Linked DNA regions of Hordeum vulgare: region 2 is linked to region 1. The links are chromatin contacts, called in public Hi-C maps. All regions are on one chromosome and are shown on one strand. Each heading gives the region's core, a stretch centred on a gene start, on an enhancer-like site or on the middle of the called end of the contact. The rest is flanking DNA. Distances are from core to core; before and after follow the strand shown.

What was found. A called contact is a pair of places that touch in the nucleus more often than the background predicts.
Region 2: a Hi-C map of leaf shows a contact between it and region 1, with 9 times the contacts expected there. The contact joins the promoter of LOC123444841 here to the promoter of LOC123444834 in region 1. A contact is called at or near these places in 2 of 6 Hi-C or Micro-C datasets (leaf and seedling) and 1 of 1 datasets of contacts at active chromatin or transcription factors (embryo).

The regions. Positions count from the first base shown.
Region 1 is chr3H:541,841,992-541,846,744 of MorexV3_pseudomolecules_assembly, forward strand. It overlaps LOC123444834 (transcription factor LG2-like), which reads right to left and starts at 2,939. Exons shown (of 12, transcript XM_045121693.1): 1 at 2,640-2,939; 2 at 2,340-2,523; 3 at 1,577-1,713; 4 at 942-1,066; 5 at 309-611. The coding sequence starts at 2,497.
Region 2 is chr3H:542,298,233-542,302,985 of MorexV3_pseudomolecules_assembly, forward strand. LOC123444841 (sialyltransferase-like protein 1) reads right to left here and starts at 2,535. Exons shown (of 1, transcript XM_045121700.1): 1 at 825-2,535. The coding sequence starts at 2,317. The coding sequence ends at 1,148.

The DNA.
Region 1 (4,753 bases), core at 1,689-4,188:
GAGGGACGGTGACGCGACAGAGCGACGCTGCATGCATGCATGCTTGCACGACGAATTCTAACAGTTTGGCATCCTCTGTCGACGGGCCAAGAACTGTTTTTCTCTATGGATATTTGATTTGACGGTATCATTCTAGCTAGTAGGAGAGTAACAAGGACGAGCTAGTGAGCGGCGAGGCGATGTGTCATGTGCTGTACGTGATAACTCTTTGGGACGGGGCGGTGGTACTGGTACGATTATCTAGCTAGCTGCTCTGGTCTGGTACGTATGATTGATAGGAAAAGGTCAAGAAAGGGGGAGCGTTGTACCTTGTCATGGTCTCCTCCTCCGTGCAGCTGCAGCTGGTGCTGGTGGTGCGGCTGAAAGCTTGGGGCGGCGGCAGCGAGGCCAGCGGCGGCAGGTGGAGGGAGGCCTGGCTTGTAGCTGTAATCATCAGTGGTCACCATCATCACCTCCTGCCGTTGCTGCTGCTGCTGCTGCTCGGAGGTGGTGGAGGAGGGCGAGGGCCTGACGCTGCCGGCCGGGCCTGCTGGGGACACCAGCTCCATCTGCGCCATTGTGTTCCGGGCTGAGCTCGAGTCAGTGGTGCTCCCGACTGACTGCGAATTCCCCTGTTCAGCAATTAACCCAGGCAAACAGTGAGCCGAGCGAGAGTGGTCACACGCGCATGCATGCATGCAGGGTTAATGTGCCTCTGTGACGAGCTGGCCGGGGGAGGGGAACACGTTTTCGCCCCCCTTGCAGGCCCTCTTTACTCGTGACCGGCTGGCCGGCCGGCCGGCGGTGGCACGCAGTACGGACCCCCCGATTCCGATCGGAGCCAAGCGGAGGAGGAACATGGACATCTTTTTCCTCGGGTTCAGCGACAACGACGACTGAGGCGAGCCAGTAAATGAATGCATGGGGGTGAAGGTGAATGATCATGGGAAGCGGGTCCTTACACCACTGTGCAGCTGCTGTGGGTGCGGCATTGGCCACGAAGGGAAGATCTCCAGCGTGGGGGGCCTGCCCGCCCCCGCCCCCGCCTGCAGGTACCCTCCTCCTCCTCCTGCCGCTGCCGCTGCCGCTGCATGCATAGATAGATAGATACAAAGAGGATTCAATCATATCGGTCTCGTGTTGGTGTTCCTGTTCCCCTAGCTAAAATAACAGCTGTTCCTGCGTGCATCCTCCTCCCCCCCTCACAGGGTGAGAGATAAAAGCTGTAGCTGTAGCTAAACATGGCGGAGGGAGGAAGAAGCTCCTGCTGCACTGTTGGCTGCTGGTGCTAGTGTAGGCGACGGGTGGAGGAGGGGAGGTCAACCCAGCCCAAGCCCAAGGACGGCGACATGCTTTCCCTTCCTTGTCTCACCATTTATGCCGCGCCGAGCTTGCTGCATGTGGCGACTGTTTGCGGGAATGCAAAAGGCGAGGCATGTCTCACTGCTGCCTCCCCCAGGCTACCCCTCGCCATGTGTGCCGAACAACAGCAGCCAACGATCCTTTTTGGTAGGTGGCTAAGGTTTGGGACTTGGTATAGGAGGTGCATGGAGGAAGAAGAAGAAGAAGAAGAGGGTACGTAGGTTAGGTAGCTTACACTTGGCGTGCGCGTCGCCTGCGATCATGCCGCCGGGGTTGTGGTGGAGGTGGTCTGCGACGCCGGCGTTGGCGCCGTGGATGAGGGCCTCCTCCAGCTCCCCGAAGTAGGCGGCGGCCGCTGCCGGCTGGAAGTCCCTGCCCAAGCAGTGGCGCACAGAACTCGTCATCTCATCAATCACCAGCGAGTGATATGCCAACTTATTACGCTAGCTGTAGCAGCTGCTATAGGAAATCAAACAGGATAAAAGCTTTTCGAGAATGGAAAGGCGGGCGGAGGCTACTAAAGATCGTTGGAGCAGATAAGGATGAGGCCGGGGGCCGAAAAAGATGGTGCCCGGATCACTCTCGTGGTACGGTTAAGGCCTTCGGCATTAAGAAATGGAGCTGGTGCGCGCTGGCGGAGGTGTAATCCAATGGAGGGAGCATAAGCATATCTCTGTGTGTGTGTGACTGTGCGTCGAATAAGTTTGTTAAAAAGATGATGGATAAAAGGATGCACACGATCGAGATTTAAAAACGACTTAATTAAACACAAGTAGCCCTGCCCACTGAGACTGGGGGATTTGCAAACTGCTACTGGTTGCGAGAAAAAGCTGGCCTGATCTTGCTAGTTAGCTCCTGCTCCTGTTGCATGAGCCGGTCAGCTGGAGCACGGATGCATGGATATCTAGCTGGTAGCTAGCACAAACCTCGAATTAAAGAGAATGGAAATTTTGCAAGGGGAATGGGAAAAGGGGGCTGAGTGGGAGTGGGAGCAGTACAAGAAGCTGGCGGACGGCGCGGCGGAGGCGGCATGGTGATGGGGTTGGAGCTGGAGTCCGCCATGGTAGGCGAGCGCTGCTTGGTGGCTGAGGTGCACTGCATGGTCGTGGGCGCTCGCCATCCTCCACGAACAGCTCGCCTCCTCACCTTGCACCATGATCACCACCTCTGCTGCCGCTGCCGCTGCCAAGGAGAGACCAGACCAGAGGCCAGAGTGAAGTTAGTAATACTGGAGAGGAGAGAGAGGGAGAGGGAGGACCAGAGAGATAAAGAGGGAGGAAGAGAACATGTGTACATACCATCCTGGAGCAAGCATGCGAGGGGAGGCAGAGGGAGAGAGAGGAGAGAGGAGGGGGGGGGGGATGGATGAATGAATGAATGAATGAGTGATGGGATTGGCGCCCCTTTGCTTCTCGGTTCGCGCACACTGGCAAATTGAATCCGCCTTGGAGTTTCCTCCACTGTACTGCAAAGAAGATCTTGTCCTCTTCAACACGTCCCACGACCCTGTCTTTCTTTTTCCTCACACTCACATCACAGGCTAGAGAGAGAGAGAGAGAGAGTTGTCTTTGTGTGTGTGCGTGAGGAGAGCTGGACTGACTGAAGAGAAAGAGAGAGTATAGATAGAGAGAGAATAGAGAGCTGCTGGAGAGGGTGTGAGTGTGTGTGTGTGTGTGGTAGGCCTTTGCTGTCAGCGTTTCTGTCTCCTCCTGCTCCACTCCTTGCAACCACCTTTGATCCCCCATTGGCCGCGCTCCTCTGAGACGGCAAGTACTCGACCAAAAGGAGCATTGAATAGAGAGAAAAAAACCGTTTCTGAAAAGGAATAAATGGAGAGGAAAAAGGCTCACAACCTTTTTATATTTTTCAAAAAGAGGGGGGCTTGAGAAGTTGTTCTACCCCTCCATCAATCCCAATCTCCTCTGCTGAAAGCAGAGACGCATTGACACACACAGGCGGGGCTGATTTGTCAACCATGTATGTTCTCTCACTCCACATATCATCAACAATTCTAGTTTACTCGTGTGGCCACTCCCATTCCCAACCAAAGCACCACCAGGCATATATGTATATCAGATATGATATGATGCACCGCCGATCCAGTGTGAGGAAAAAGAAAGAAACCACTTGGGTCGAAAAAAAACATGGAGTTTTCGGGGGCGCTCCCCGTGGAAAATGGGCTGGTCTGGGACTTGTCGTCTGTCTCCGTGCTCCGGTTCTTCAATCCGGAGGTCAACATCGGTGCCTTGTCATACACCAAATACATACTGGAAAGATTCTTTCCTGTATGAGAAAATATGTTTGTTCGATCCTGAGAAGAGCCTTTGCACCCCCTGACATGTTGTGGATCGCTCTAGCTTGGTAGGGGGGGCACAGGACACTTGTCGCCGGCTGATTAGTGGCCAGGTTTGTTTAGATTGATCTGAGGCCAAGTTGCTCGCTCGCTGGCTAGATACTGCTAGTGCTTAATCCTCTTTATCTCAAGTAGGGCCCTCAAGGCCGGTGTGTAAACTAGGGCGGCTGAAGAACAAAGTGCTCGTGGCGCGGCGACGATGGAGAGAAGATGCGTTCATACTCGCTGCCCACAAATTCCTTCTCCGGTAAACCTTTTTATCTCTCACTCTCAAGTCCTGTTGTAGTACTACTGCATGTAAAAAAAGAAGACTTGTCATACACTAGGTAGAGTTGGTCAAAGACGGGATGAGAAAGAGTCTCTCGTTCACGTGCCGGAGCCTGCCCGCTGCCCAGTCCACTCCAGCGGAATACGGAGCAGTACACAGCCTAGGAAAGGAAATATGAACTCCAGTAGTATAGTACGTGTACGTACTACTACGTAGTAGCCAAGGTCAAAGCCTGATTTTTTTTATTTTGAGAGAGAGAGAGAGAGAGATTTGATGGATCGATCTCTCGGGAAGGATGGGCCTGTAGTAAGTGTCAAGTCGTCGCAGCTTTTTTTAAGAGGGAGGGAGGAATGTATAGGCAGATCACCAAGTGAACTGGCATCCATGCATGTTTTGACGAATGGTTCTTCATTTTTCTCCCGCCGTGCTACCATGGTAAATCACCGAGGTACAAAACGACGCGTCACAGGAAGCCAGTTTTTCTTTTTTGCCTTTTTGAAATTCAGAATGCCAGCTCCTGGATTGTACTATTAGAGAAAATTATATGTTTGTACCATATTTGACATGGTGGCGACGATTTGATATCAAGATTTTTAATTTTTATGTGTCGGTGTCAAGTTTCGGGCTCCACGTTGCAACTCGAGCTAAACATAGTATTTCGATGTATTGACGCGGAAACTGATCACCGGGCCCGCGCTTTAGGCCCCACGCTGGCCGACCAGCATGGGACCACACGCTGACTAGGATTGGTCCGGCTCGAGTCGTGCATGGCTTTAAGCATGTCCGATCGG
Region 2 (4,753 bases), core at 1,285-3,784, 460 kb after region 1:
GTAACATGGTGGACCGACCGAACAATATCACCGAATGCATCTTTCACACAACGATCCACCGATTAAACAACAGCCCGCCACACTGCAACTTCTTCATTACGGGTAATTTCAGACCAAGGAGAGCTGGGAGCGTCCTGAGCCGCTGAACATGGCGTATTTCATTTCAAATAAGCTGAGAGAATATTGTTGTCGGCACATGGCCAGCTATGAGGCCATCTGCTCAACCTTGGGAGACTCTATGTTAATGGCAGGACATGGTAATATTTCTCAGCGACATATATTACTATCAGGATTCAAGCATCCTTTCCTACTACAGCCTAGTCGTAGCACTAGCACAGACATAAAGGTGAACTCCAGTCGTTGGCAGCAACTGTGAACTTGTGTAATGCAAAGCATCCAGCAGTTATGAATTTATAATGCAGGACTAACGATCACCCATTAGAATCAAACGGCAAAGAGAAGTGGAAATAGCACCGCATGGGTACACCTTGGTCCAACAAGTTGACAATGGTTCAAACTCATTATCAAACATGGCACATGAGCTAAATTCGAGCCATTTTCATCTTGTTGGACCAAAGTGGTGCTACTCAAACGAAAACGAATTCGCACAAGTAACTGGGTACATTGTTATCCACTAGTTCGATGATAAGTAGGGTAAAAAGGACCGCATATACATAAACAAGACATCAGCAAGCAGTAAAATAAGGTATAGATTTTATCAGCTGAAGCATAGTGGCAGCAAAGCTGAAGCATACCTGTCTGTCACCTAAGAGAAACTACATACAGTAGAGTAAATATCAGCTGAACCACAGTGGCAGCAAGGCTTCACATAAGGAGGTATACATTTGATTGGGAAGAACTTATCAAGACAAATCAGTCTGAAATTACACTTGACTAGCTGTCGTTGTGAAGCAGCCAAAAACACAAGCAACCTCTCCTATACGGTTATACCCAATGGAGGATCCAAAATCTTAATGTACACTTGCAGCTCCAATTCTCTATCTCGACTCACCTATCCATCATCTCTAATCACAATAAATAACTACTAACCCACCTCGCAGAGCACATTTTACAGTGAGCAAACAAGCAGGTCCAAAAAGAAAAGCATAACGTCGAGCACGTTGCCCGCGCCCTAGGAAGCTGGCGCCTAATGGTAGAAGACGACGGGCGGGACAGCCAAGCCGGTGTCCTTGAGGAAGGGGACTACCTGCGGGCGCTCGGCGAGGTCGCGGTAGAAGGCGTACTCCGCCTCGTAGTCGTGGAGGTCGAGCTCGTTCTTCTGGTTGCTGTGGTAATGGTGCTTGGCGTCTGCCACCTTCCCGAAGCCGAACACGCTCACCCTGTCGCACACCCCCACCGCGACCATGATGGCCTGCATCCCGGACGAGTAGTGGAACAGCGCCGCGTCGTGCGCGCTGTTCCACTCCTCGACGGCGCGGCCCGTCTCGGCGACGAAGCGGCGGAGCGAGTAGTACTTGACGATGCGCGCGCAGAGGACGTCGAGGCGCGGGTCGGTGACGGAGATGGGTGCGTCGTGGGTGGCGAGGGAGGAGGCGTTGCAGGCGGCGACGTCGAGGAAGTGCGCGGCCTGGCAGATGTAGAGGAGGACGGGGACGCCGCTGCCGTAGGGGTGGCAGAAGCAGCCGGGGCGGCGCGCGCAGAGGTGGAGTATGTTGCTGTTGATGAAGGAGAGGTTGGTCTTGGCGCCGACGTGCGCGGTGTAGCCGACGATGCGGGCGTTGTTGAGGCGGAAGACGGCGTGGTGGGAGTCGATGAGGGCGCCGTGGGCGTGGCGGAGGAGGATGCCGCTGTTGCCGACGACGGCGCAGGAGGGGATGCGGGCGGGGAGGGCGAGCACGGCGGGGAGGTCGCGGAGCACGGCGGGGTCGTAGCGGCGGAGGCGGTGCCAGGAGCGGAGCGCGCGGCGGAGGGAGGGGTCGAGGAGGATCTCCTCGCGCGGGAGCGGGTGGAGCAGGGAGTCGGCGTGGTCGTGGTCGTGGCCGCGGCGGTGGACGGGGAACTGGTGGTGGCGGAGGTGGAGCGGGTGGAGCCTGTCGCGGCGCCAGGCGCGGGCTCGGGCGCGGCCGGAGGCCGGGAGGCGGCCCTCGAGGAGGTCGTCGACGTCGCGGCGCAGCGAGGGCTCGGAGCCGTCGGCGGCGGCGAGGCGGAGGAGCGTGGCGTTGAGGCGCGCGGGATCGGGCGGTGGCGGGGCGAGCGCCGGAGCCACCGCTCGGCGGAGCGCGGAGGGGAAGGAGGCCGCGCCGCAGAGCACGACGAGGAGGAGCGCCGCGAAGGGCCCCCGCAGCGGCCGCTTCATGGCCGCCGCCGCAGCAGCCGGGGGCTATGTGGGCCGGGGCCGCATCGGGGGATGCGCATCTGGGTGGAGCCGAGGTCCGGGCGGCCGGGGGAGTGGGGCGCGAGCGCGATGGGTTTCGGGTCGAGTCGAGTGTGGCGAGGTGGGTGGGAGCGAGATTGGTTTTATTTGTAGGTGGTTGGACTTCGGGTTCGGGGAACTGGGGGATCCTATGCGTTGTTGTTCTCGTTGGGTTCGAGCCGAGCCGGGCGTCGGGGGGAGCAATGATTCTGTTCTGTGCTGTGTGTGAGGGCGTTGCAACGTGACTGCACGAGGGCCGGGGCACGGCACGGCACGGCATGGCCGCGGGAGATGATGGGCGGGCGGAAATGTTTGCGGATTGGCCCTCCCTCTGTCCCGGTGCACTTTTGCTCCCTCCCTTGGACCGGCGAGGAGAGGAATGATTTTCTTTCATGAGAAACTTTCAATACATTCATTACAATAGTCAACTACTGTACTACCTCCGTCATGGTTTATAAGGCACGGTTAAACTTACGTGCGTTTTCAAAATAGACAAGGTTTAAAACGCGAAAGCAATTACTTTCATTTATTAGAGCATGGTTAATAGTATAGCCAACTGCTGGCTATAAGACATCTTGTAGCTCATCTTATAGCTAGATTGTATAATAGTTAGTTACAAAAGAGTACCACTTTTGTCATATATGATACACCTTTCATTTTCACAAAGTACATAGGAGCACGTGCTAGAGCTGGCTCTTTACGAAGAGTCTGCTCTTTTTCTCTCTCATCCAACTCAGCAAAAATATAGTATTTTAATCCTTACAGTCTGCTGATTGTACCTTATTGTACTTGCTCTTATTACTAGTACTACTCATGCATGCGTCCTCTCAATTTGCTGCTCATGCATTACTATTAGTATTTTTCCAGTTGATTAGGCGCATTAGCATCTACACCTGCTACATCTCATAACCAATCGGTGATTACCTTGGTCCGAGAGATTTTACAAGCGTGCCTTCTAAACCGTGACGGAGGGAGTACAAGATATAAGGCCAACTCCAACGCGAGACCCCATCTTGTCCGCGCGCGCCCGATTGGGGTAGAACGGACGAATAACGCGGTCCAACGCACGGACCCAGACAGACAAATGTCTGAATTTCTTCTGTTTTCGACCCATCCCGGTCCAAACTTGCGCTCAGTTTGGGGGAAACGGACATCGCGCGGACGCGCACGCCGCATGCCCTTGTCCGCCCGTGGCGCACGTGTCGGGGACACAAGCACTCCCAAAAATTCCAACGCCTCCACCCCCTCTCCCGCCCTGCCCCGCCAACGGCGCCGCCGCTATTCTCCGGCCACCTCATCCCCCGGTCGTCCATAGCAATCTCCGTCTTGCCATGGCCGCCACCACGCCCGCACTTTTGTCGTAGTTTGGGCGTCGATCAGAGGAGGTTTGGCCGTCGCCGTCGCCGTCGTAGCCGGCGGCAGAGTGGATACGGCCGAGGCGACGTACCACGACGGCCATGACAGCTTCCGACGAGTGCTCTAGAGCAGTCAGTAGCCGGCCACCAACCACCCCTGCATCAAGGTGACCATCGCGGCCTCTTTGCCACCACGAGCGCAAGGTGTTCGACACTTTGCCCGCAAAGGTATGAACAATGGTGATGAGTTTTTCTTCCACCACTTCATCTATTCATCGGACGATTCGTCGTCCGATGATGAAGATATTGTGGTGGCTGCAGTGATGGTTCACGACCACATTCAACGGCAGCTTCCTTGGTACAAGGGGTCACTCCCTGGTCGTGTTGTGAACCTGAACCGCAACAGGGAGAGAGGCCAGGCCCTGCTCTATGTCGATTACTTTGCGAACACACCGCTCTTCAAGCCGGATAAATTCCGTCGTCGTTTTCGTATGGCAAGGCATGTGTTCAATCGTATCCGAGAGGGAGTGGTTGCTCATGACCCATACTTCCAATGCAAGACGGATGCCCTTGGCAAGCTAGGATTCTCCTCTTACCAGAAATGGATCGCGGCCATCCGCATGCTTGCATATGGAATTCCAGGTGATCTAGTGGATGAGTATGTGCGTATGAGTGAGACAACATGTCTGATGTCAATGTACAAATTCTGTCAGGCTGTGATCGAGGTGTTTTGCCCTGAGTACTTGAGGCAGCCAACTGCCGCTGATACAGAGAGATTGTTGGCGACCAACGCAGCTAGAGGCTTTCCAGGCATGCTTGACAGCATACATTGTATGCACTGGGAGTGGAAGAACTGTCCATTTGCTTGGCAGGGGCAGTACAAGGGGCATGTCAAAGCGTGCACTGTCATATTAGAAGCAGTGGCTTCATGAGATCTTTGGATATGGCATTCTTTCTTCGGCATGGCAGGTTCTCACAAATGATATCAACGTGTTGCAGCGTTCTCCAGTGTTCGCAAGGCTTG